2 separate regions of the Danio rerio genome follow, and region 1 is linked to region 2. The links are chromatin contacts, called in public HiChIP or PLAC-seq maps. All regions are on one chromosome and are shown on one strand. The core of a region is the stretch at or near the end of the contact, and the rest is flanking DNA. Distances in the headings are between cores, read along the strand shown. Region 1 holds the start of ttyh3a (tweety family member 3a). Region 2 holds the start of chst12a (carbohydrate (chondroitin 4) sulfotransferase 12a).

Evidence for each region. HiChIP or PLAC-seq counts read pairs in DNA pulled down with a chosen protein or histone mark.
Region 1: an H3K4me3 HiChIP or PLAC-seq map of embryo shows a contact between it and region 2, with 6 times the contacts expected there. The contact joins the promoter of ttyh3a here to the promoter of chst12a in region 2. A contact is called at or near these places in 2 of 4 datasets of contacts at active chromatin or transcription factors (embryo and gastrula embryo).

What each region holds. Positions count from the first base shown.
Region 1 is chr3:41,108,328-41,115,287 of GRCz12tu, reverse strand. It overlaps ttyh3a (tweety family member 3a), which reads left to right and starts at 5,230. Exons shown (of 14, transcript XM_679082.10): 1 at 5,230-6,138. The coding sequence starts at 6,013. snx8a (sorting nexin 8a) reads right to left here and starts at 2,208. Exons shown (of 13, transcript NM_001326490.1): 1 at 2,094-2,208. The coding sequence starts at 2,115.
Region 2 is chr3:40,733,830-40,741,008 of GRCz12tu, reverse strand. It overlaps chst12a (carbohydrate (chondroitin 4) sulfotransferase 12a), which reads right to left and starts at 4,672. Exons shown (of 1, transcript NM_213547.2): 1 at 3,297-4,672. The coding sequence starts at 4,632. The coding sequence ends at 3,322.

The sequences.
Region 1 (6,960 bases), core at 3,981-6,480, 370 kb before region 2:
ATGCTTATTTTAACTGAGAAAAATAGACAAGTAGTTTCTAATATTATTGATTTAAAATAAATTTAAAGAACAAAAAATTGTTGATTATTTTCCAATCAATCATAAATTTTCACAAAGCTAACCCTTGCTATTTATCTTGTTTTGTATTCTTTAATTTAGCCTTGATTATTTATTATTATTATTAGTTTTGACTTGATTAATACCAGTGTTATGCAAACAGCTTACATTTCAAATCAATCAATTACTAAAACATTCTTGTTTTATAGGCTTCTTTTTCATTTAATACTAAATATTTACCATTTCCATAATGTTTGGTATATGGAAAAATACTTGATATAAATATATGTTCTAATATAAATATACTGTATATATTTTATTCTGTTATCTCCATTTAAGCATTGCTGGCCAAATTATGTGGATATATTCATTGTAAAACCCAACAGTTTATCAAATGAAATGAGTGTACTTATCTCAAAATTGACTGAAAGTTAATTTTACTCATTTGAAAAGAGTTTTAAATTCAGTGTTAAAGGTCATGAGTTAATTAAAGACCTCATTACTTCAACTAAAAGTAAAGATCACAGTTATCATATAGATTAGTTTTTTAACTCAAATGGTTTATATCTGTTTCCTCAAACGGTTTGAGTTTCCTTAACTTATTGGGTTTTGCAGTACTCAGTTGGTTTGAGTTCTCTTCATTTATTGGGTTTTACTGTGCTCAAATTGCTTCATTCCTCAAATGGATTAAGTTCACAGTACTCATAAGGATTCGATTTTTTTAACTTAAATGGTTTGTTGCAATCGGTTTTCTCAAATGGTTTGAGGTATCATAACTTATTGGGTTTTACAGTGCTGTCATGGGCGTCCTTTATTGGTACTTGTGTGCCATTTCATTTGATGCACAAACTCTTTACTATACACTTGCATTAGTTAATGTTCGTTAACAATTAACATGAATCAACAATACATTTATTACACAATGAATTCATCTTTGTTCAAGTTAATGAAAATACAGTCATTCATTATTAGTCCTTGTAAATTCACAGTTCATTAACTAATGTCAACAAACACAAATCTGGAATTTAATAATTTATTAGTAAATGTTAAACTATGATTAATAAATGCTGTACAAGTATTGTTTATTCTCAGTCCATGTAAATAAGTACATTACTCAACATGAACTGAATCTTTATTTTAAGATGTTTTGTAAAGTGTGACCCTTAAAGGGTCAAAAAAATAAATAAAAATTATTTGGTTGGTTTTTAAAGTAACATTCAGCCTATAACGATGGATGTATGGCCTATTGACTGATAATGATTATCCCTGTGATTTTTGTTCCATGGGAAAATAATCTATTGTCCATCTGTTTTGTTATTGTATATATAAGGATTTTCTGGGTGGATGTTGAATTTTTTATTAGAAGAAAAACAAATGTCATATTCAAGTTACAAAATGTTGACATAGTATGTCTATGTAACAAATTTACCTTCTTCTTACAACTTTTTAAAATTGTGGGAAAGTTTCATACATAAACAAATGGTCTGGATTCAAGCCAAATTTTGTTCATTTTCTTTAAGAGACTAAGGACTACTGGCCAAGTTTGGGAAACGTTATTAATCAAAAGCAAAGAAGACTTGCAATATTTTTTAAGAATATTAAATTAATGTATGTTTTGTATATTGTTGAATATTATTCCATAATTCTATATGTTTTTTTAAAATACAAATCCTATTGACTGAATGCAATTGATTGTTTGATAAATCGATACAACGTTAACATACCTATAAACATTACAATTTAATGCAATGTACTATTATAATGTATCTCTGACAACTTAAATAACCGGTTATCTAGTCACTAAACAGGTGAAACCAGTGAAACAGCAAAGAGCAATAAAGGCAAGAGGATGAATAGAAACACGAAGAAAAGGTGACATGTTTCGGTAGCGATTTTTAAAAACACCAACAGCGATATCAAAGTCAAGAAAAACAGTCGGGAAGTCAAAATGTACAAATATAAACACGAGTAAAACGGACAAGATTACCAAAACTGTATGATATGTTGCTGAAACTGTGGTATTTTGTAATCCTTACCTTCATTTATGTCCCCTGCCATCGTTTAGCTGTCATGTGAGCGCGATGGCACGTCCATGTGATTTCCTGCAGAAAAGAGCAGGAATGTCCTTCTTAAAGTTGTAATGATGTGGAAACACATGGTGAAGTGTATGACAGAGCGACTGGGCGGAGCTTCATGTCCAACAAGCTCTTTAAGGACAAACCATAGACTGTGGGACAAGCACTACTTTCATATGACATTACTTACAGACTGTTTTATAAATAAATAAATATACATAAATAAAATAAACGTATGAATAAAGACAAAATGTTATAGAACAATAATGCAATAGTTCAGCTTCCACATTTACCTTCATATAATGGAAGATGTCATAATTTGCTCACCCTCAAGTGGTTAGGTTTGTTTGTTTGTTTGTTTGTTTGTTTGTTTGTTTGTTTGTTTGTTTGTTTGTTTGTTTGTTTGATTGATAATTAACACAAAAGAAAAATGCAGAAAATTGTAATGAAATCAAAACTGGTGCATATACTGTAGGCCTATGTTAATACATACTTTATTATGCTGTTTAGTGTGTTATTTATTTATTTATTTATTTATTTATTTATTTATTTATTTATTTATTTATATATATATATATATATATATATATATATATATATATATATATATATATATATATATATATTTATTTGTTTATTTATTTATTTATTTATTAACTTATTTATGCTCACTAGTGTTAAAAAAATCTAAATGCATGAACATGAAAAGTGTTGTGTTATTGCAATGATCAGACAACAAAACTTTGGATATGTTTCGCTCTTCCCCTTTTGGTCAATATAGACCAAATTAATATTAATGTTGAAGACAGAACACATGCTGGGAATCTACCCTGACCTTAAGAAACTACTAAAAATAAAAGTTACAGTTTATTATAATTTACTAAGAAAATAATTGATGAAGTACTGTCTGTTGGAAAAGCTAGTGCATTAGAACACAGCTAAATTAGCTTTTATAAAAATGAACAACAGACTTTAATAAAGCAGGGGTCACTATATGTTAGATGAACATTATTTTGTAATAAACTCATAATGGGTCATATGGAGACTAGATTGATCATTTCTTGATGCTTAAATAAATTCACCTTTAATCACACTGCATCACATTTGCAGTAAAACTGCTCACATGTTGTTGACTAATTATCATCACATAATTTTACTAGTGAACCTAAATGCCAATGCTCATATTGACTTGCATGTGATAGTTCATGAAAATTTATAATTTTCCCACTTTGTCTGTCGTGAAAGTGAAAATGTGAAGACATTTTTTAATACTAAACTGTTACTAAACATTAAGCCTATACTGTTCCCTGCTACAGTAAATGTGTATTGCTATATAGATTCGTGTTTACTATGAAATCTAGTTAACAGTGTTATTTTATATTTTATTGTTGTTGCTACATAGCAATGAAATGATGAAAATTGCTAAAAAAAATGTATTCACCAAGGGTTATAATTTCACTGCATCAGTTGCATTTGTAAGAAATTGTTGGTATTGACTGATTGGTTGGTTGATTGATTGATTGATTGGTTGGTTGGTTGGTTGATAGATTGATTGATTGATTGATTGATTGATTGATTGATTGATTGATTGATTGATTGATTGATTGATTGATTGATTGATTGATTGATTGATTGGTTGATTGGTGTGATGGTTTATTTGATTTTTGTTGTTTTGTGTGTGTGTGAGCACGCATGTGTGTTTGTGTTGTGTGTTTCTCACAGAGAAAGGGGTAGAATTCAGATATTTATTTATACTGCACGAGAAAACAACTGAAATTTATATACTCATATAACATTTCTCATGTTTTTTACACCTTACATATTGAAAAAATAAATATTTTCATACAAAAAAATAAATGCTGATAAAACACAATAAATCTGAAGTGATCTTTTAGTTTTCTAGAACTGTAGGGTTATGTGACCCTGGACCACTAGTCTTAAGTTGCACGTGTATTGAATAGCCAAAAATACACAGTCTGAGTAAAAGTAATTTTTTTTCTTTTATGGCAAAAGTCATTAGAATATATATCTTTCATGAATTCCTCCCAAAAATATATTAAAACTAAATTCTTCATTATAAATATGCATTTCTGAGAACTTAATTTAGACAGCTTTAAAGGGATAGTTCACCCAAAACTAAACATTCTATCATCATCTACTTACCCTACTTGTTTCAAACCTTAATGAGCTTCTTTCTTCTGTTAAAGATTTTTTTCATGAATCCAACATCCAGCTGTGCAAGAAAACACACAATCTGACATGAGAAAATCCTTCTTTTGCCATTGCATTGTTTTTAAATAGAGAAAACATTTTACAAGTAACTTTTATTTAAAAATAAATAAATAAATAAATAACCAAATGGCCAAATTCTGACTGAGGCTGCATGGTCAGTTTGTTATTTACCTAATAAATGACAATAGGCTAGTTTGTAATTTAAAACTTTAACAGAATCCTTTTTTTTCTAATGATATATGATGTAATAAATACGTATTTTAAAAATAAGTATTATTTCACACTTATTTATTAAAATATTTAGAAAATATATTTGGTACATTACAAAGTGTGGTTATAATGGACATCTGACAAGCTAATTCAGCTAAAATGGTGCTTAAAATCTCATTAAAACACAGTATTTAAATCTCATAATTAAACAGAAAATGAGGCGAATAACTGCAAGAAGGTCCACTTTTGGAGAAAAAAGAACCAAGCCATTCAGCAGGCTGGCTACAGTCCTGTTTTTTAGTGTGCATTTGTTGATTTCACCCCTACTCCTTTGTTTGTAATGGTTTGCTCCAATCTTGTTGTACTGTTTGTTATATTTCGAAATGGGAAAGTGAAAGACAGAGGAGCAGTTTTTGACCGGGGTTTGTTATTATGATGCTTGAGAATTCAGTAAACATCTTTACATGGAAAGAAACTCTAGTCAATCTAATAGTCGACTGATTTTTAAAATCTTATAGTACAGACAGAACCTATTTATTTAGCTTTTTTGAGAACACGTATCAATATATATCTCAAAAATTGATGTAATATTATATCTGACCACTAGATGTCCGCATTCTCAACGCTTATCTCATACCATAGTAAATAATTATCCAGTCTCTCTCAGCGTGAGTTTGTTTCAGTGGGCATCGGTCTCTCTCTCTCTCCCCCTTCACCAACACTGGATTACAGCTCATCTCACCGAGTTTTGTCGGCAGGGAGGAGTCGCGTGGCGCCCACTAACCCACAAACGGACGTTTCGACTTAATAAACACCTTTTCCCAGTCATTTAGGACTAATAAGAACGAAAGGACGGAGGAATGGGAATGACGGAGCCGAAGACAAACGCTCGGCACTAATCTCGGCCAATGACTGACATAAAACGGGGAGATCCATCTTAAAACTGGCTGGCGTTGAAAGTACCCCGAGGATTGAGTCTTGGATCTAGGAAAGGATCCAGCTTTGAATGCATGTTCATCTCAGGGTGTATCGTGTGGATGCGCTTAGTTTTAATGTCTCTAAACAATAGGCAGTTTGGCGAGAGGAAGTAGGAGCTTGTAAATCACACTTCCCTTGTGTATTTCTGCCAGCCGGTAGGAATAACGTTAGGGAAGCTCAAATCTTGTTTCATACCGTTTAAATCCTTTAAACGATTAGCTCTGTTGGTGTATTCACATCGTTTTACTTCACCACCTTTCGGTTTCACTCTGGGGACTGCTGGAGCTTCAAAACAGCCGCGTTTAGCTTCATATCACTATGGATATATGACGACAGATGTTATTTTCCTGTGAAGAGCAGCGTTTTATATCATTTACAGTCTAATGACATTGTTTAGAGCCTAGTTGTGAACTTCCTGCTTTAGTTTCTGTCGGCTCGGAGTGTTATTGTCATAAAGATAATGGCAGCCGTCGTGAATTACTCTCCTCCGTGGTGGGTTAACCTGCTGCACAGACTGCCTCACTTCAATCTCCAATTTGAGCAAACCAGCAGTGATTTTCGCCCAGAGGAGTCGTCATACCAGCAGGTGAGTTTATGTATGTAACTGGTTGATACAGCACCACGTGCAAATGAAAGGATATGTTGGAAAGGTAGCTATAACAGCCAGTGTTGCTCATGACATTCATTACTAAAGCACCATGACTTTGCTTTATACTTGTGCAGTAGCTTTTTATTTCATTTAACCAGGCATAAATTGGATTGTTAGTGTGTATATTTTGTTTAAATTTGTTATCAAAAATCAAAACCAAGCTTTGCAAATTCCCCTGAAAAGCTGGACCTGATATTGCTGCAGCTGCTTGGCATTTCGTTCTGTGATTACTCCACTTTATCCATTTGCTGCTTTCCAACACATGTTGAGAGATGGATCTGTAGAAGTTCATATTTATAGTCCAGGACATTCAGTGCTGCTTAAAGTGTTAGTTCACCCAAAAATTGTTAGTTATTACTATACGTTACCCTGATGTACTTCCAACCCCCTGAGACTTTACTTTGTCACTGCACAGTGATCGTGAATGAGCACAATATACTGACACTGAGATGAAGAAACTGTTGAGTATGTGTGCACAAAGGTATTCATAAACAGTACATTTAATATTGGTTTGCTTAGTGCTTTCAATGTCATTATGATAAAATTTAAAGGTTTAAAATGTGAAGAAAATATTTTGTTATTCGTTAATTTCAGCTTAGTCTTATTCTGAGGATGCTAAAAACTTCCCTCATTTAAATACTAAGAACATTTATGAAGCCTTGTCATCGCTAAAGTCAACGTTTTCTCTTTTTCAAATATACAACCAACCCAAACAAATGTAATTCACTAAAATGTTTGGCATAAACGTAGCCTGTACTG
Region 2 (7,179 bases), core at 3,423-5,922:
AGTTTCATTGTGAATAAAGAGTTGAAATGGTCAGTAATAATTTAATCAATCTGATTACAGAGCAGCGAATGAATCCCTCATTTAGATTTTTTTGGTTTGATTACATTAAATGACAGAAGTGTCACATTAATAAAATGCACAGATCTAAAAATGAAAGCTTATTTGACTACTTCCTTACATATTATGCTTATTTAAGACTAAATTTGTTGTTTAAATGAAAACCTACCAAGATCGACATGTTTAGATATTATTATTATTATTATTTGTATATGTCTGTTACCCAAAACCTAGAGAGTCTAATTATTGCCACTCTTCATAGAAAGATTAAAAACACAGGAGAAATACGGGAAAATACCTTTACAGGATGATAGCGGGATAGAACTGTAAAATACAGAAGAATCCAGGAAAAGCAGGAGGGTTGACAGGTATGCTGGTGAGGTGAGTTTGTTTCTTTCAAACACTGTTCAGAATATCAATAAAAAGTAAATTGTGCAGGTTTCATTGAGTAGATAACCATTAAAATCTCTCTCTCTCAATTTTCCTTGAGGTCTGTACAAATAATAGTAACACACTTGGGGGAAATGGACTGAGCAAATGTAACCTGTGTGCAAGGAATGTATATTCACTACTGTATCGCTTTGAATGCCCACAAAGACCAAAAGACTCTTTCACAGGACTCGATGCACTGAACAGTGCAACAAAAGTGCAGCCAATGACTGCTTTTCACACTTTTTACTGTGCCAAGAGTTGTCTCCTGCATTGAAATCTTCATCTAGACCATGTTTTGAGCCTATTACATGTGCTGTAAGATCATAGCAATGCTCATTAGCTAACAGCATCACAAGGTCTTCAATCCTTCACTACTGACTATCATGAGCTTTGATGTCAAAGGCAGCAGACCAAGAAAAAACATCCAAAACCCATTTCACTGTTTTTAAGAGCCCTTCAAAAATAAAAAGCAGGCACTGGTACAACATATAATCAAATATTTGCAAAACATCGATACTTTTGTACGGACATGATGTGGTGGGGGGAAAAATGTTCTCATTCACTTCCTCATCACTGTCAAATCAGTTGTTTAATCATTTAAGTTAAATCATTGCCACATTATATTCACAAAATGTCTTGCTTTTTCAATTTGGTTCATATCGTAGAACTCATTTTCTAATTTGTTTTTTTATTTGAAATATGGTCACATTTTTCTCATTTATTCCCTCGTTTTACTCATATTTTCCTAGTTTTGATTAAACCACAGGCATGAGTGATTTCAATGTCTTGTGTTTTCTGTATACCATCTGCACTGTGACTGGCTCAATCAGTTCCACTTTGTTTTTATACAGGGCTGTGTGAAATATATGGATTCTTTGATATCACTTTATCACCAATTTAACAAAACATGGAGGACAAAAGAATCTCTGTCACATCCCGTGTAGACAGCATCCAAATATCTTGCCCTGGGTAGATCCTGCGACAACACAATGACCCTGCAAAGCCACTTTAGCTATAAAATATATATATATAAAATATATAAAATAATAATAATAATAATAATAATAATAATAATAATATTAATGTTCAGTTTTTTATTATTATTATTATTATTATTATTTTAGACAATGGTTTTATAAAACCGTTTTGAATTACAAAGCAGTTTTATTTCTTAACCTGTAATATAGACATATGCTGATATTCAATAATTCAATACATTGTGATAATAAATCTGCATAATATTGTGGGCACTATAAAGTTTAAATAATAATTCACAGTATTTTGAAGTGCTTTTTAAGAAATAAGAATATTAACACTGTTTGCAGAAGTGCTTACAACAGCAGCAAACACTTGAAAACTTCATTGGTTCGCTGAATGGTTCAAACATTTTCACTTGTTATGATGTTTCACATCTATTCATGCTGAAATACAGTTTAAAAGTTCTGGGACTATTTATTGGGCTAATGTTAACTATCATTTAGTAAACATCAGTTAATTTAAATAAACTCCACATAAAAAGTACAAGAGCTTTTATTAATCGTATGTAATGTTAATTTTAATGCCTAATGCCTTGAAATTGTAATCTGATTACAAGTCTTAACTGTTTCATTAAGTGTGGTTAATAAAATTTAAAAATTAACATTTTAAATGAAATATTAAATATTAATATCAGTCATTATATTACTGATATTGAACCAAATCCATATGAAAAATAATCAAATCACCACATTGGTCACAACACCTAGTTCTACTTTACGTTCTCACTTTACAAAGTAAGCCAAGAAAAGCTCAGATCATGTCACTGGCTTGCACATACTTATTTATAATTATAATAATAGCGTCGCGTGATCGACGTGACTCATGGCATTAGCCTTGTGTGCAGTCATGCATTTATACTTCTGCATGCTGTTTGTGTTGCTCTGCAATAACACTTCCAAAACGCTAGCTGGCAGTAGGCTTTTATGTTCCTCTGTGTCCAGTTACATCACTGGTGTTTTGTTTTTTCCTGATTGCTACCTTAATGTACAAGTGGCTAACTGCGGGAACTGGCAGACGTGCAACAACTTTAATCATAAGGTAAACACATAAGTCTCCATCTGGACCTCCTTCACAGGACTCGACACTTGTAAACACTCGCTCCACTGGGCTCGATCACACTTGTCACAGCTGCCCAAGCTTACCAATAACAGAGCTTGCACTACGCATCGTTGCGACATGTAGTTAAATTTTTTGAGAGGTGCGCATCAGCGTTAGCATCAGCCATGGCAAGGGCTATGCGAAGGCTGTGCCGGACCATACGCGTGCGCTTGACGCAAAAGTATAAATCAGCCTTTAACAAGCATTGTGTAGAGAGAGGTTCCCTGTGAGGTTTTTGTCTCAGAGTTTTTCATTTAATTACTTTGATTTGATTTGAACCACATTAAAATAGACATCATATGAGTGCAAAATGGCTTCAACTAAACTTAAATGAGTAAACTGTGGCCATGATTTAACTATGAGGGAGGGAATGAATAATTTGTAAACATATTCTAAATTCATGGTTATAATAACTTTTTTTCCACGTCACGTTCAGGAGGGCACTGCACTTTTGAATGGCAAACAATGGAGAAAGCAATGTCTGCAATTACAGAACCTATCTGGAGGAGCTAACTGGATCAATCTAACTAATCTAACATTGACCCTTCGAACTGGAGTCATGTGAAAGAGCCTTCATTAACAGCATCATGTGAAAGAGCCGCACATTAAGAACCAGGCAGCAGGAACTCCTATTGCCCCTGTTGATTGTGCTGTGAGAATCGTTTCAGCACCCTGATAAAGTTGATGATCAATGCATTACTCATGTAAAAGCTTCTCTGGTTTGGAATATCCAAACAGTTTAAAGTCAGCTTCATAGAGCCTGTACAGCTCTTTTCTGGTTTCTAAAGGTATGTTGGCGAACCAGTCCTGCTCCCAACTGCTGACCGTTCTGTTGCGATGGCTTTCTGGGAACTCGACGATATTGTCTACGCGGAGAATACGCAACAAGTGCTCAGCGTCCTCATCCAAAGTCTCCAGCTTCCCCACGAAATCATAATTTATCTGGCAGGGATGGCACAAACGGTACATTTGTCTCCAGTGCTCGTTGAAAGGCATCTCTTTCTCAGTGCTAGGATCCAATAAATACTGAACGAAATTTGAGAAAGACGGTCGAATTCCTGCGGCAAAGGCGTCCACTACTGATGCCGGTGGATCGGTGTAATTGCTGTATTTTTTTAGCATGACATGAGCGAATCTCTTGTAGAAGTCTTCGTTCTCTTGTTCGAATTTGTTGCGATAGGCAGAAATCAGTCGTACAAAAGGGTCCCGCACAAACAAAAACTTGGTGTATTTCTTGAGCTTGATTTTCATGAGGTGCCGTGAAAACTTTCCATAGCGCTTCCAGAACTTGTTGAAGGTGAAGTGCAGGCTACTGTTGTGGATGAGCTCCTGAGGAACATCTAGAGGGTCTTGGTAGGGCACACCATCCACTAGCAGGCTCTCACTCAGCACAATCATAATGCGCTTCCAGTTTGTGCAGGCCACCTTGGGAACGTAACAGTAGATAATCCCATGCCTGTCGTCCACGATGAGGTGATCCAACTCTTTATTGGGAATGTCGTCAAAAGTTCTGTTCTTTCCGGGGAAGTCAAAGACGCTTTTGTTGCCGCACACATCCTGGATCAGCTGCTTTCTATTTTCCTGCTTTTGCTTTTTCTCAGGATCAATGGGGGACAGATGGATCTTCCACTCTCGTCTCGGGACAAATTTCTCATCTGATTTCTCAGAGGACTGATTGTGAGGTTCTCCAGGAGGGGGTTCTCCTCGCACCTGTTCTGTAGGGTCTGCGGTTCCTTCTAGAAACTGGTTGACAAATGCATCTATGTCCGTCAAGAACGAGCTCTCCTTGTCTTCCTCTACTTTCTTTTCAGGCCCACGACGGCCCTGTGGAGAGAGGCGTGACGGATGGGGTCCGGAGATGGTAGTGTGCAAGTAAAAATTAGAGGCCCCCACATCATCCCAGTATATGATTATAAGAAGGATCATGAAGACGGCACCCACAATCATGAAAATGCGGAATAACCTTGACTTTCCCATTTTGGTAGATTTTGATTGAGAAAGAGCCATTCTCACCTCAACTCCATTATACAAGCGACTGCCCAGACTGCATTCATCATTCTCTGAAGTAAAAGGAAACAAATCAGAAAAGGGAAGTCAAGACTGTGGCTGACATATGTGGCACAATCTTGTGGTTCTCATTACACAACAGACAACTAACATTTTAGATTCTCTTTATATGATAAAGCATTCAAACTTCCTTCTGACTGGTTAATCATGACTGAGCATTCTATTTTAGTATAATAAAAAACTATATTTCATCACTTACCATGAAAACACAGTGGTGCTGTGTCAATTTAAATTGTTAGCTTAAAAAGCTAGAATAAAATAAAACACACATATTTTACCTCAATTTAAATTCAATGCTAATTGCTCATTTTAGGTGGTAAGAGTTGACAGATTTCACCAGAAATTGAGGAACATATGACCGTCTCTGATCATCTCTCTCACCTTTTTGTTTTTTCAGGTGAAGACAAAATTTCATCTAGTAGAAAACATTAGACATGTTTAAAATGTTGAGGCAAAATTAGATCACGTTATATCATCAATATTTTGTGTGTTTCATAAAAACAAGGCACATGATCATACCTGAGGTGGCTGTTATTCTCAGTCGTTTTGTAGCAAATGAAGCTACATTTACACTGTTGGTTCAAATAAGATTATATGCGTATACAAATGGAATCTTATGTAAACAACTTACTGTCCAAACTCTGAATCATATGGAGCCAGATCAGTCTCATAAAAGTTTTACAAAATAATTAATAAATTCATAACATAATTTATAAAAACACAAATCCAATTCAGAATAGACCCTTTACTCATTTCCTGGTTTCTCAGTAGCAGAAGTAGTCATTGTTAGGTAAACTTAGAGTTGAGCTAATTGGAGAATACAGCAATTTTTTTTTTTTTTTACAATTGTATTTGCTGAAATAAAAGAAAAACTCCATGATGGTGTTAAGACTGATGACGGCAACCAGACGACAGAATAACATCAAATTTACTCACAGCCCCATAAAAACATTAGAAACACCTCACCTAAGTGATAATTACTTTTTTTTTTTTTATTTGACACAAAGGTGATATAATACATTCATAAATACAGATAAGTTCTAATGTCTTTTTTCGAAAATCTAATTACTAAAATCTTTCAAGGATTTAAGATTATGATGACCGTTAAATGCGTCATAATAGTCTTGTGAAAGGGTCCATTTCAAAATCCAAGTAGTAAATTCAAAACACAGTTTATCAATACATAAATCTAATTTGTAAATTAAAAAAACTGTTCATAAATACACAAATATAATTTGTAAAGTTAAAAAACTGTTCATAAATACACAAGTCTAATTTGTAAATTCAGAACAATTCATAAATACACAAATCTAATTCAGAATTTCAAAATCAAATTCATAATTCAAAACACAATTCATAAATATACAGACTCAATTAATTTGGGCAAATGTTTATTCCTTTTACTTGTGAATTCACAAATTGGTTTTGTGCATCTATGAATTTACATATTGGATTTTGTACATATGAATTGTGCTGTTACTTTTGAGACTGATCTGGCTCCATAGCATCACAATTGTTAAAAACTTAATTTTGCATCCTGAGGTGCACTTTTTCTTTCCCGAACATCTGAATTGGATTTCTGACAATGGTACTGTGTTGGTATACATATTATACATTTTAAAAAAATTCAGAAACAATGTTTGCAATGCAGACACTATCTTACAAAATAACATGTTTCCTTTGTGCTGGATGACGTCTCCTTAAGCAGCAGCAGAAATATATAATGCTAGCATGTGCAGCTTCATTTCCTGCTACCATCTTCAGTGGCCTAATTATTCTTAGAGCTTTATAGACCACAGACAAGCAACTTATTGTAACTTTCCACTCAACTTACAGCAAAAACACTCAGCATGTTTTCCTAAAATAGTGTTTGATTATTTTACATTTTATGTAGTGTGAGTCAAAAATTAACAGTACCCAAATGTTGTGCAACAGATTTCCAGAAATATGACTTAAATATTATTATAAACCACATATGATTGTAGATTCTCCTTGGATTAAAACAAAAGGCAGAGAATCTGAAGGAGATTTTTAGGTGGAAAGTGATTTTTAAAACTGTGTAGTATTTTCTAGCCTTAAAGAGAATGTGCTAATTTAAAAATAGAAACGTGGAAATCCTTTAATTTACTCACCCCTCAGGCTAAGGCTGCACGATATATTGTTTCAGCATTGATATCGCAATGTGTGCATCTGCAATAGTCACATCGCAGGATATGCAATGTTGGTTTGGATTATAGTTGATCAGCACCACAGTTAAGAATGCCTGAGAATTGTTGGGTAACTTCAAAGTGTAACTAAAACAGAGTGAAAATGTATCATTTGCATGTGTTTTGAAAGCATTTCAAGAGAGATTGAAGCATTTGGGGAGAAAAAGAACAACATTTGTAACTTTGAAGAAACAATAATTCTTCTTTTTATTAATACAATAAAGTCTATACATTGCTATTTAACATTTTACAATTGATTTGAATATTCTGTACTTGAATT